Linked DNA regions of Sus scrofa: region 2 is linked to region 1. A link is a contact called in public HiChIP or PLAC-seq data. All regions are on one chromosome and are shown on one strand. The core of a region is the stretch at or near the end of the contact, and the rest is flanking DNA. Distances in the headings are between cores, read along the strand shown.

Region 1 (6,775 bases), core at 2,960-5,459:
CCTCATGGATACTAGTCAGATATGTTTCTGCCGCACCACAATGGGGACTTCAAAGATATTTTTTTAAGGTGTGATTAATATTTACATCGGTAAACTCTGAGTAAAGCAGATGGGTGGGCCTCATCTAATAAGTTGAAGACCTTGAGAACAACAGCTGAGATTTCCCAAAGAAAGAATCCTGCCTCAGGACTGCACCATAGATACTATGAAGCTACAGCCATCAAAATAGTATGGTACTGGCACAAAAACAGACACATAAATCAATGAAACAGAATAGAGAGCCCAGAAATAAATCCATGCTTACATGGGCAATTAATCTACAACAAAGAAGGCAGGCATATACGGTGGGGAAAAGATAGACTCTTCAATAAATGGTATTGGGAAAACTAGACAATTACGTGCTAAAGAATCAAACTGGACTACTCTCTCACACTATGTACAAAAATTAACTCAAAATGGCCTAAAGACTTAAATGTAAGATTTAAAACCATAAAAATCCGTGGAAGAAAACATAGCACTATGCTTAGTAATATTTTTTTCTCATCAGGTAAGGGAAACAAAAGCAAAAATAAACAAATGGGACTACATCAGACCAAAGAGCTTTTTGGAGCTCTCTTGTGATGCAGTGGGTTAAGGATCTGGTGCTATCACTGCAGTGGCTCTGGTTGCTGCTGTGGTGCAGGTTCAATCCCTGGCCAGAGAACTTCCACATGCTGTGGGAATGCCCCCCCCCCAAAATGACAACAAATAACAAGTGTTGGGGAGTATGTGGAGAAAGGGCACCCTCAGGCACTGTTGGTGGGGGGAAAATTGGTGCACCCACTACGGAAAACAGTATGGAGAGTCCTCAAAAAATTAAAAATAGAATTGCCATGATCCAGCAATTCCACTCCTGGGTATTTATCTGAAGAAAATGCAAACATTAATTAGAAAGATGCATGAACCACGCCCCCACGCTCATTATTTACAATAGCCAAGATATGGAAACAACCCAAGTGCCCATCAACAGTTGATGGCTGGTAAAGAAGATGTGGTATATATATATACACACACATACACACAATGGAATCTTAGCCATAAAAATGAAATCTTGCCATTTGTGACAACATCAGTGGATCTAGAGACTATTGCGCTCATTGAAATAAGTGAGGCCAAGACAAGTACTCTATGATTTCAATTATACGTGGAGTCAAAAAAAAGAACAAGTGAACAAACATAACCAAACAGATTTTGAGATACAGAGAACAAAGTAGGTGGTTGTGAGGGGATGGGGACTGGGAACAGACTTCAACTTGGAAATTCTGTCTGCGTTTCTAGGCTGCTGCTCTGAAGAACTCAGACTCAAGGCTGCAACATCAACCTTTACCTGGATTTCTAGGTTGCTGGTCATTTCTGACTTGCCAGTGTCCATAATTAATTGTGTGAGATAATTCCATAAAACTATCTATCTATCTATCTATCATCTATCTATTTATCTATCATGTATCTACACACACATAGCTGTCTGTCTGTCTGTCTACCTACACACACACACACACACACATATCCTATTAGTTCTGTCTCTCTGGAACTCTGGCTAATAATGGTAGGTACATCATGACAGCTCATCTAATCAGAGTAAATCTTAGGCCTTCTTCTGGGAATGCTGGGACATAGCTGCTCTCTGTCTCTGAAGGATGGAATTCTGAGGTGAGACTTGGAAGGGCTGCCAGATGCAAGCTCTGGGCCAGAGTCCTCAGATCTAGTGCAGCCAGAGCCACTTACTACCTGCGGGGCTGCTGCTTAGTTTCCTCATATGTACAGTGGGATTCTGGAGCCTACCACATAGGGTTACTGAGAGGATTAAATGGTTTCATAAATACTAAACACTTAGAACAATGACTAGATCATAGTAAAAGCTCAATAAATCCAGGCGATGATGATGATAATGGCAGGATCCAGGCTGAGGAAAAGGCTGACCATATAAGAAGGGCAAGAAAATGGATTCAAAGCCTTGATGGCTTCTCCAACCTCTAGCTCAAACTAAGCTTGACAACCATCCTAGCACTGGACTTTTCAGTGACATGAGTTCATAAATTGCTTTATTATTTAAACCTATTTGGTTTGAGTTTTTATTTCCATCCAGAGCACTGAACCTCTTCTTGTTTTAACAACTGGATAGTTTCTTTTTTTGGACCCATAGCACAAAAGGTTTGACAACAGTCGCTTTCCTGGGAAATGAAACTTCCTTTCCACATTCCCTTTCTTATTCCTCCCTCCCTCTTTCCTTCCTTCCTTCCTTCCTTCCTCCTTCCTTCCTTCCTCTCTTTCTCTCTCTTTCTTGGCAGCACCCACAGCATGCAGAAGTTCCTTGGCCTGGGATAGAATGTTAACCATTACGCCACGAGACAACTCCCCTGACACTCTTAAGGGTGACAATTTTCTGAGATTCCAGGAACACTATTTCTACATTCAGTGGGGAAGTACCTTCAATACCTCAAAGGCAATTTACTCTTCTCTGGCAATTGCCCTAGTGATTCATAGGTGGGGTGAGCAGGTATTTTTCTGAAAAGGAATCAGGATGGACCTATAACCAAGGAGAATATGATCAACTTAAGAGAAATGCAATCAAAAACACAATAAGATACCATTTAACTTGCTAGTTAGGTAAAACATTTAAAGTATTGAAAATTCTAAGTATTGACAAGTATATGTAACCAGGAAGATTTTATTAATTGCTTATAAAACAATGTGTAAATATTGGCATTCTCACATAGCTGAAAATGTCTCTATCCCATGAGACAATAATAGCTCTGCTGCGTCTATCCCTGTCTCGTAGCTGTGTACCCTGCAGGACACTTACAGGGACGTTTAGCTGGGCATCATTGGTAACAGCAGAAAGACTGAAAACAACTGATCTATCCATACATAGAAGAATGAATAAAGAAAATGTGATATATTTACTTAATGCATTACAAAAATGAATGCATGAGAGCTACATGCATCACTGTGAATAAACCTAAAATTTATATCTTTGAGTAAGAGCACTTGCACAATACATCCAAATATTATTTGTATAAAGTTTAAAAATATACAATAAATAACATTTTAGGAATATAGCAAGGTAGAAAAACATGGGAATGAGAAACGCAACATTGGAAGTGTGGTTATCCTTGGAAGAAATGATAAATAAATATATATATATGTATTACTTTGTAATTATGTAATTAAGTAAATATATATGTGTGTGTGTGTGTGTGTGTGTGTGTGTGTGTGTGTGTGTGTATAGTCTATTTAGGGCTGCACGCATGGCATATGGCGGTTCCCAGGCTAGGGGTCCAATCAGAGTTATAGCCACTAGCCGATGCCACAGCCACAGCAATGCCAGATCCAAGCTATGTCGCCACCTACACCAAAGCTCACTGGCAATGCCAGATTCCTAACCCACTGAATGAGGCCAGGGAGCAAACCTTTGTCCTCATGGATACTAGTCAGATTCATTTCCACTGAGCCACGACAGGAACTCCAGGAATGATAAATATTAATTTCCTATCCAGTGGTGACCATCTGTGTGCTCCATTTTATCTTTGTATATGCTATATTATGTGCATGAACTCTAATAATTTTTATTGTGGTGATATATACGTAACATATAGTTTAGCATTTTAGCCACTTTCAACTGTACCATTTAGTGGCACTACTTAAGAATATTCACATGGCTATGCAACCATCCACCATTAGCCACTTCTAGAACTCTTTCATCATCCTAAACTGTGCTTTTTGATGTCTTGATTCAAGATATCATTGCTAGATCCAATGTCATAAAGCTTTTGCCCTATATTTTCTTCTAAGAGTTTTATAGTTTTAGCCCTTATAGTTAGGTCTTTGATCCATTTTGAGTGAGTTATTTTTTTTGGGGGGGTGATAGGGGTCCAAAATCATCTTTTGCAGGATAATGCATTTTTTAGAGAGAAAGTAAAGAATCAGAGAATATTAGCTCCAGAAAAGGCCCTCCCCACTTATGAGTGAAAAAACTGGGGTAGAAATAAAATAATAAGCCAAGATGACACAACTGATTACAGGCGTTGGCAGACTAAAAATCAAACCTTATTTCCAAATCTTTACTCTAGATAGCTGCGCAGGCGCTTAAGCACCCAGCGGTCCCACCCTGGGTTTGGATCCGCCCCTCACAGGCGGGCGCCCTCTCCAGTTCCGGCTCTGGCTCCTCCCCCTCCCGCCCCCAAGGGCGGGCCCTGGCGGCTCTGACTCTTTGGAACTTAGGAAAAAGGGCGAGGCACGTGGGTGAGAGGAAAAACCCGACAAATGTTTGGCGTATCATGCACTGTCAGCAACTGGTTTTAAAGCCTGGACTCCAAATCCGCTCTAGCGCAGTACCAGACCGGGTTTTTTCTAGCGCTCTAGGACGGGGAAGAGCCCTAGCCCGCCTGTGTGTAAGACCGGGCGCGGGGCGGGAGGCGTGCCCGCGTGCTCGGCCCCGATTGGCCGCTGGGAGCAGCGCGGGGTTTGGCGGGAGCTTCAGGAGCTGCGCGGGCGCAGGGAGCTGTGGGCCGTGATGGCCCAGCCGGGACGAGTAACGCGCTCAGGGTAGGTATTGAGGACCCTCGCGACGCAGGTTGGGGCCCACTTTATCTTCTTTCTCTTCCGCGGATCTTGGGCCTCTCGGAGCTGTTGGTGCTGCCTGGTTCTGGCACTGTGCTGTTTGTCCTAGCGATAAGTTTCCAGGTCTGTAAAAGGGGAGTAATAATAGTCACAATTTTCTAGGAATTACGGGGAAGCTTAGAGGAGTTACAGTTTATAACGGTGCCTGACGGGCAGGCGAGAACGCTGGCTAGTGTTAGCATCATTTTGGGTGAGTGTAGTCTAAAGTAGACAAAACATTTTAAAACGAACTGTCCAACAAATAACTTATGAGGGCGTACCACTCTACCACTTGCCAGACATCACATTCTAGTGGCTTTTACACTCTGGCTGGTAGTCAGTATTCTTATTTTCAAGACCTTGCTTGTTTTTATAACACAAACCACAGACCATAAAGTTGAACTACATCTCCGGCCGGCTGCTTGTGGTTCTTAAAGGAGCACTCCAGCCAGGATGGGGCAAGGTTTTTTGTTTTTAATCAAAAAGGGCATGCAATTTAAAATAGATTGCAAAACTGCTCTCTAAAATGTTATTCCCTCTGGATTTGTTGGCAAGTATCTTGCTGGTGGTGTCTGGTCCTGGCTGGAGGGGCCTTGGCTTGCTTTGATTAGTCTGCAAAGGAGTTCCACCTGGACCGTGGGAAGGCTTCCCGGAGAAGGTGCATTTGTAGATGTGGGGTGATGGTAGAGGCAAGCCGACAGCATAGGGGAAAGGCTGGGGCAAGACAAAGCAGGGAGGTGGAGTAAACTGAGACTAGATTCCAGTGGCCAGTGGGGAAGAACCTAAGACGCCCACAGTGGGGAGGAGGACTGGGAAAAAATATTGGAGCCTTGAAACATCAGGTGACAAGAGTTAAACTTTATCTGCTAGGCCAGTGGGGGGGTGGTTCTCTCTCTCTGTACACAAACATATACACATACATGTAACATTTTTGCCTTTTGAGATTCATGAAATCTGTTCATCCTCCCCCCCCAAAATGAAAGTTTGACATATGTTATCAAGGAGATTTCCATCTTTTAGGAGTCTCTTCTTGCTCCTTGCCTAGGTGAGAAGGAAACTTGACCTGTGGATCTGAGCACAGATAAGGCAGGGGTCCTTAGAAAGAGTAGGTTAAGAAAGTATGTGATCGGTTTCTAGTCCCATTTCTGTCACTTGGCTGTGACCACTGACGTTACTTACCTTTCCAGGACCCCAGAATCATAGATGCCTTACACCAATACCTATTCTCCCTTCTTTGGGGTCTGAGATTCAAATAAAGCAGTGGTTTTCAAAGTGTGGTTCCCTGACCAGCTGCACTAGGAGCATGCTAGAAATGCAAAAGCGTAGAGGCCATCCCAGGTTTACTGAATCAGCTGCTGCTCTGGAGATGGGCTAAGTGGTCTGTTCTAACAAGCCCTCCAGGTGAGTCTGATGCCTGAAAGCTTGAGAACCAAACTTTTTCTGTTCTTACTGTAATTCACAGCAATGATGTTTACATCACAGTGAGTACACACACACACAGTACGTACACACACATAAAACAAGGGGTATATGAAATACTATGTTCAGTGCATGGTACTATTATATTTTATATTCTCTTCTTAAGATTTCGGAGTTCCCGTCGTGGCGCAGTGGTTAACGAATCTGACTAGGAACCATGAGGTTTTGGGTTTGATCCCTGGCCTTGCTCAGTGGGTTACGGATCTGGCGTTGACATGAGCTTTGGTGTAGGTCGCAGACGTGGCTCCGATTTGGTGTTGCTGTGGCTCTGGTGTAGGCCGGCGCTGCAGCTCCGACTGGACCCCTAGCATGGGAACCTCTATATGCCACAAGTGCAGCCCTAGAAAAGACAAAAAAGAAAGAAAATTTTCTTCTTGTTTTTTGGGGGTTTTATTTGTCCTTTTAGAAAATGCTGAGTGTGGGGGAAAGGTTAAAGGATGTGATGGGGCAGTTGATGAAACTTGGATATGATTAGATAATTATGTCAGTGACCTGAAAATTGTGCTGTGACTACACAAGATTTCAGCTCCCTAGGAAGGACACACTGCAGTATTCCCCATTTACCGAATACATACAGAAAGCAGATGAGGCAACATGTAAACAGTAGTGAAGTGGGGCAAAAGGTATACAGAAGGCTTAGACTATTGTCACAACTTTC
Region 2 (6,775 bases), core at 3,139-5,638, 82 kb before region 1:
CAGGCTTATTAGGAGAAAAACATCAGACAAATCCCAATAGAAGGACATTTTACAAAATAAAGCGACCAGTGATTCTCAAAACGGTGAAGGTCCTCGAAAACAGGATCATCTGAGAAACTGTCAGAGCCAAGAGGAACCTAAGGAGACATAACCACAAATGTGATAGAGCATCCTGGCTGGGAACAGAAAAAGAACATTGGGTAAAAACCAAAGAAATCTGAGCAAAGTGTAAATTTTAGGTATAAAAATGTATCAATGCTGGCTCATCAGTGTTCACAAATGTACCACACTAATGTTAGACGTTAATCAGAGCAGCAGTTGGGTGTGGGGTTTATAGAAACTCTGCATTTTTCCTGTCAATCTAAAACTGTTCTAAAAAACAAAAGTTTTTTAAAATGTCATAGTAAGAAGCAATTAATGAGTATGCAGCCAAAATGGGGGTGAGAGTGCTTATTATAAAGTCAGGAAAAAACAATTCATAAAAGGCTTATTTTTTTCCCTAGTTTTGGTGAAATGTATAGTGTTATAAATTTTTTAAATTTGAAATTTACTGGGATTTCTGTTTTCGATCTAAAGAAACATTTAATTTCATATCCAACTTTGTCATTTTCTTGAAGAGGCCCTCTAAACTACATAAACTTCCCACTTCACAAAACCTGAATCCTTGCTTGGTTGACCACATGTGAATACTTAGAAAAATATGTCCAGTTCAACAATGGAGTAGGCACCGTGTGTAAATACCATGCTAGGATGTGCAGAGGCGTGCAGCGTGTTGGTAGTGGTGGTGGTGGTTTATGAAGATTCTCTGTTCTCTGACCACTTACAGTTTCATGGGAGAAATGGTTATATGCCTAACGTAGATGCAGCCTCCATACATATTGTGACACCCACCTCCTGCCACCAACACCTCCCAAGGTCTAGAAGTGAGAGCACATTGGCCATTATTAATCCATGTGGCCATAGTTCAGAGAACTGTGCTCAAAAGTTGTAGCCAATAGTAATCATCACAACTTTGCAGGGGCCACTGGCCTGTGAGAGCTTTTGAGATAAAGCCATTGACAACCTGCCCTTCAGCTTGTCTCCAAAAGGACTTTGACTCACTTTAGTTTGTCTAGAGGATTGATCAGTTTTAGACAGATATAGATTTGGACCTAGCCAGAATTAACCACAAAAGTTTTCATCAACCCAAAATGTAACAGGGGTGAGAACAACTGAAAAGACTCAGGCTTCCATTAGGAAATTCGTTCCACTGCAGTATCCAAGTGGCTCTTGTTCACTTGGCCACAGAGGAAGTTGGAAGAAAGAAAGTAAAGAGGTTTAAGACTGGATTCCTACTGTTCCACGAGTCACAAAATGGAATCCCTCAACCATAGACTGTGGAACATTCATTTAAAGAGAAGACTGAGGCCATAGGCTGTTCTTGTGGCACCTCCCTTCTAAGGTACGTCCTACTAATCTCATTTTACAGAGGAGATGGGGCTTAATGCACAGTGGCCCAACTCCAAAGCCTCTGTTCTCAACCATTGTGCAGTACGGCCTCCCATGCAAGTCTAGCTGATGGTCGCGGAATAACCCCATAAATTGTGAAACTTTTAAAAATGATTAGGAAGCAAAGTTGTCGGCATTTTTGTAAAGTGCCGAAAAGGACCCGAGGAATTATTTCATCTAGCTGCCTTACTTCCTGAGGAGAAACCTGAACTTCTGGGGAATGAAGTTGCTTCCCATTGTCACACAATAGTTTCTGCCAACAGAAGTGGGACTCGAGATGCAATGGATGCCTGTCCCACTCTTGAGCTGAGAAGCCACCTGCATTAAGGGCTAAAACCCAGGGACAGGCATGCTATAGGGGGAAAATGTCTTGGAGAGGAAGGGGATAAGAGGAGACAGCCAAGGACAACTGTCACGTGTTATGGGTTGAACTGAGGGCCCCCCACCCTATATATGTTGAAATCTTAACCCCTAGAACTTCAGAATGTGACCTTGTCTGGAGAGAGATTCTTAACTGAAGTAATCACGTTAAAATGAGGGCATTACTATAGACCCTAATCTAGTTTGACTAGTGTCATTGCAAGGAGAAATCTGGATACAGGCACATAAGAGGGAAAACCATGTAAGGGGACATAGGGAGAAGAAGCCATCTTCAAGCCAATGAGAGCTGCCTGGAACAGTCTTCCTGCACGGCCTGCAGAAGGAACCAACTCTGCTCACACTATTTTATTTCATTTTATTGCTTTTTAGAGCAGCACCTGTGGTATATGGAGGTTCCCAGGCTAGGGGTCAAATAGGAGCTACAGCTGCTGACCTATACCACAGCCACAGCAATGTGGGATCTGAGCTATGTCTGTGACCTACACCACAGCTCACAGCAATGCCAGAACCCCAACCCACTCAGCAGGGCCACAGATTGAACCCAAATCCTCACGGATACTAGTTGGATTTGTTTCTGCTGTGTCACAATGGGAACTCCTATTTTTTCATTTTTCTTTTTGTTCTTTTTAGGGCCAATACGGTAGTTCCCAGGTTAGGGGTCGAATTGGAGCTGCAGCTGGCAGCCTACACCACAGCTCAAGGCAACACCAGATCCTTAACCCACTGAGCAAGGCCAGGAATCGAACCTGCAACCTCATGGTTCCTAGTCGGATTCGTTAACCACTGAGCCATGATGGGAACTCCCTATTTTTCTTTTAAATGGAAAATCCAGATCTAGAAGCTCTAGATGGGAGTTCCCATCACGCAGCGAAAATGATCCGACTAGGAACCATGAGGTTGCAGGTTCGATCCCTGGCCTTGATCAGTGGGTTAAGGATCTGGTGTTGCCGTGAGCTGGGGTGTAGGTCAGAGATTCGGCTCAGATCCTGTGTTGCTGTGGCTCTGGTATAGGCCGGCAGCTACAGCTCCAATTAGACCCCTAGCCTGGGAACCTCCATGTGCTGCAGATATGGCCTTAAAAAGCAAAAAAAAAAAAAAAAAAAAGACCTAGATGGAGAAGGAGCTCAAGGAGAAGTGACCTGTTACAGAGGCCATCAGAATGCGGAGTGCCCCCACCATCACTGTAGCACAGCGCTGAAAACGCTGTGGGAGGAAACAATTACTGTGGCCACTGTTCAGATGTTCTGGGACTGTGAGAGAAGCCCAGTGACAGTCCTTAGGCTACTGTCATACAGTCAGCCTGAGTATTGTCACATAGTTAAGGTTGAGTATGAGGCCTGAGTGAGCACAAGCTCACACCAAAGTCAGTACAAGTACATTCGCCTATTACGGACTGCTCTGGAGGCAGATTGCCTGAGGCCCAGTGTACTTCTGCCCTCACTAGCTTTCGACCTCCCCGTACCTCTGTGTCCTCATCTGTAAAAAGGGACTAATGACAGCACCCATCTCATAAGGTTATGATGAAGATTCAATAGGATAATTGTGAAATGTTTCAGTAAAGGCTGTCATTATTAGAGGCATTATAAAAATAATTCTTCTCATGCCTCAAACTCAAAGCAGTTCCAGATAAGAGCCGGCCATGCAGTGCTGGACACAAGTACCACTGTAACCAGGACCTCGGTTATTAGAGGTTAAGGTACCAGCAGACCTCAGGGGGCTAAGAGGAACAATAACATTTGGGCTAGGAGCCTGAAAAAAGCTGGCCTCTGAAAGGCCCCTAATGGGCATCGCATGGATGCAGACAGTAGCCCTCAAAACCGCACCGCCAGGGCTGAGCAGCAGACAGGCCCCAAGAACTTGGCAGGTGAACACTGCCATTAGTGACGTGGAACCAGTGCGCGGCCCCAGCTATACCCGGGGTGATCTCTTCGGTTGCTTCATGTCCAGGCAGCTGCAGAAGTACAGACTGGGGCCTTCCCAGCCAGGTCTGTGGCAAAACCCCACGTGGGAGCAGTGGTGAAACCGGGTTAAAAGGAGTCCTGCACATCGTTGCCAAATAAAATAGGAAAAGAAAGCCCCCGCCCGCCAAATCAGCGGGGCACGCGGTTGCGGAAGGAAGACACGAAAGGGCGTCTCCCGGCCTCCAACTGCACCGCAGACTTCTGGGCTGAACCGCCACAATTTGCTCTTTGCCCCCCTCGGATTCGTTATGAAATCCCGGGACAGTTAGGGCTACTTCAGAGGCGTTTCCCCAACGCTTCCCGGAACTCCCCCACCTGCTGCCCGGCCGGCACGCGCGCGACCTGACGGGAAGGCCGGCGCGCGGCGGGTGGGCGGGACCTGATGTGGGGGCGTGTTCTGTGATGGGGCGGGGCCTGAGAACCGGGCAGGGCGGGCGCGGCACGCGCACCGGCAGCAGCCTGTCTCCACAGCGGTAGGGGCTGGGGCACAGCCAGCTCACGGCGGCGACGGCGGCGCCCTTAAATAGCATTCGGAGCCAGTGCAGGGCAGGCAGTGGGCTGCGGTGACAGCCGGCGGCGAACCGCCTGGCCTGCGGAGGAGGTGAGTGCTCCTGCCGCGAGGAACCGTGTCCGTGCACGCTGTGGCCCCGAGGTCTTAGCGGAGCCGCGAGGCTGATGCTGCTCCGCCGGCAGGAGCCTGGGAGGCGGCGGCCTCAGCAGAGGCGCGCGAGCCGGCCCTCGGCTAGCCGGGACGTGCCGCTTTTCCGGCCTCTGCCCTGCGGCCCCCTGGGTTCCCGCTGCAACTGAGGCCTCCGGGCCGCCCGAGCCGCCGCCGCTTCCTGTGCCGGAGCCGGGGATATCGGCCCTCGGCTCCCTGCGGACGGCGCCGGGCTGGTGCACCGCGGCGTGTGGGTGACGCGGGCCGCGGGACTGGATCCTTATTTTTATGACGGCGAGGACCGGCCTGGCGAGAAGCGGGACCCGGGGCTGCAGATGCGAGGGATGATCCCGCGGCGCGGTGACGGTGCTCTCTCGGTCCGACCTCCCTCCTGCCCCTGGGCGGGGTTTGAGGCGCGCTCCGATCGCGCGTGGACGCATCGGTGCAGGCTGTGACCCAGCCTCCGCGCGATGGTGGCTCCTGCGCGCGGCGCTTGCGGGAGGGTCAAAGGCAGCATCGGAAGCGGGTTGCCACATGTGGAAATTCTCGCGGTGCCTCCACAGTAGTGCCCGTGCCGCTGCGCAGAGCTGTGATGGAGTGAGTCATTTGAGGAGTCTGGCATTTTTTGAAAATAGGAAGCAAAAATGATGCTATCTATCACCTTGCAGCCTAGACGGAGAGTGCTGGTAGGTGGCTTGAACGAACACGTGGACGAGAACCTAGAGACGGATGCTCTCGCCAATCAGTGTGTACGTTAGAATAGCACACCCCTTCCTCACCCAACCTACTTCCAAGGTTATGGAGCTTAATTAAGACCATTATAAAAGTGCCCTTGCCTTTTAAAGTTCAGACTTCTAAGCTTCTTGTTAGTGCAGGAATAAGTGCCCCAACTGTTAATATGCTTCCTTTTATTTTCTAAATTTATTTTTTATTTTATTTGTTTTATTTTTTGGCCCCACCTGGGGCATGTGGAAACTCCTGGGCCAGGGATGGAACCCGTGCCACAGCAACGACCGGAGCAGCTGCAGGGACAACCCCAGATCCTTAACCCGAAGCACTATAAGAGAACTCCCCTTCCTTTAGACCAAGAGAAACTGCTTAAATTCCAGTTTCTGACACAAATTTCATCTATGATTATCTCACTGTAAACAGTTATTTACTTAAACACTTAAACAAAAAGCCAATCAAAGCCTTCTGGCTGATTGAGCATTTTCAGGTGGAGGTGGCAGGTCAGGTTGATTTAAAACCTAAGGTGTGAGTTGACAGTCTGGTTGGGTGGGCTTGAGAAGGTGGACTTTTAAAGGAAACCTTGCTTCCCATCAGTGTGGAGCCAGGCTTGGGAGTCTTGTTCTTTTTTGGGGGGGGGGACTTTTTAGGGCCTCACCCAAGGCACATGGAAGTTCCCAAGCAAGGGGTTGAATCAGAGCCACAGCTGCCAAGCTACACACAGCCACAGCAACACCAGAACTGAGCTGTGTCTGCAACCTACACCGCAGCTCATGGCAACGCTGGTTCTTTAACCCACTGAGCGAGGCCAGGGATCAAACTCACATCCTCACAGATACTGGTCGGGTTGTAACCACTAGCCACAGTGGAACTCCTAGGCTTTTAAATTTGGGGCATTTAGAAAGTTCCTGTGTGCCAGCAGCTGCAGGTTCAGTCCCTGGCCTGGGAATTTCCACATGCCTTGGGTGTGGCCAGCAATATAGTGATTAGTTAATTGGGAACATTTAAGAAATAGAGACTTGGGACAAACTCAGGTAGAGGCAGGTATATCATACAGGTTGAGTTTTCATAGCTATGGCTACTTTTGGATGAGGTTTGGAATGGCTGCAAGTGTCCCCAGGTGCCACAGTGTTGTGCTTATTTAAATGTCCAGGTCTTGCCACATTTTTTGTTTTTGATGTAGCTGTTTTGTGAAAGTTTGAAGAAGAGGCTGAGGAAAGATGACGTTTGTTTTGTCATCATAGTTTGGGAAGTTCTCCTCTCTTCAAGTTTCACTTTTCTGGCAAGAGCTAGATTATAGGAAGTCATTTCCAGATCTGCTACTCAGAAACCTTAGAGGAATAGTTTTTTAAGGTCAGTTGCCGATTTATTGTGTAAATTTGTCACTTAAGCCACATGTCCATTATTCTTTTGCCATTACTGTCTGTTATAACCAAATTCTGTCAATGTTGACAGAATTAATAATGTTTTACCAACAGTATTGTTTGGATGATGCAATAGGTGAGATTCCTGTGTTAGCAAATTCAGAAGAACTTCCTTTAAGGCAGCTCAGAGCTGTAGG

Evidence for each region. HiChIP or PLAC-seq counts read pairs in DNA pulled down with a chosen protein or histone mark.
Region 2: an H3K27ac HiChIP or PLAC-seq map of skeletal muscle shows a contact between it and region 1. The contact joins the promoter of ACSL1 here to the promoter of CENPU in region 1. A contact is called at or near these places in 12 of 47 Hi-C or Micro-C datasets (alveolar macrophages, blood, brain and 4 more) and 2 of 2 datasets of contacts at active chromatin or transcription factors (alveolar macrophages and skeletal muscle).

What each region holds. Positions count from the first base shown.
Region 1 is chr15:45,848,895-45,855,669 of Sscrofa11.1, reverse strand. It overlaps CENPU (centromere protein U), which reads left to right and starts at 4,209. Exons shown (of 12, transcript XM_013984043.2): 1 at 4,209-4,584. The coding sequence starts at 4,553. It overlaps PRIMPOL (DNA-directed primase/polymerase protein), which reads right to left. Exons shown (of 15, transcript XM_021076332.1): 15 at 4,618-4,724. The coding sequence ends at 4,705.
Region 2 is chr15:45,930,725-45,937,499 of Sscrofa11.1, reverse strand. ACSL1 (acyl-CoA synthetase long-chain family member 1) reads left to right here and starts at 4,388. Exons shown (of 21, transcript NM_001167629.2): 1 at 4,388-4,431.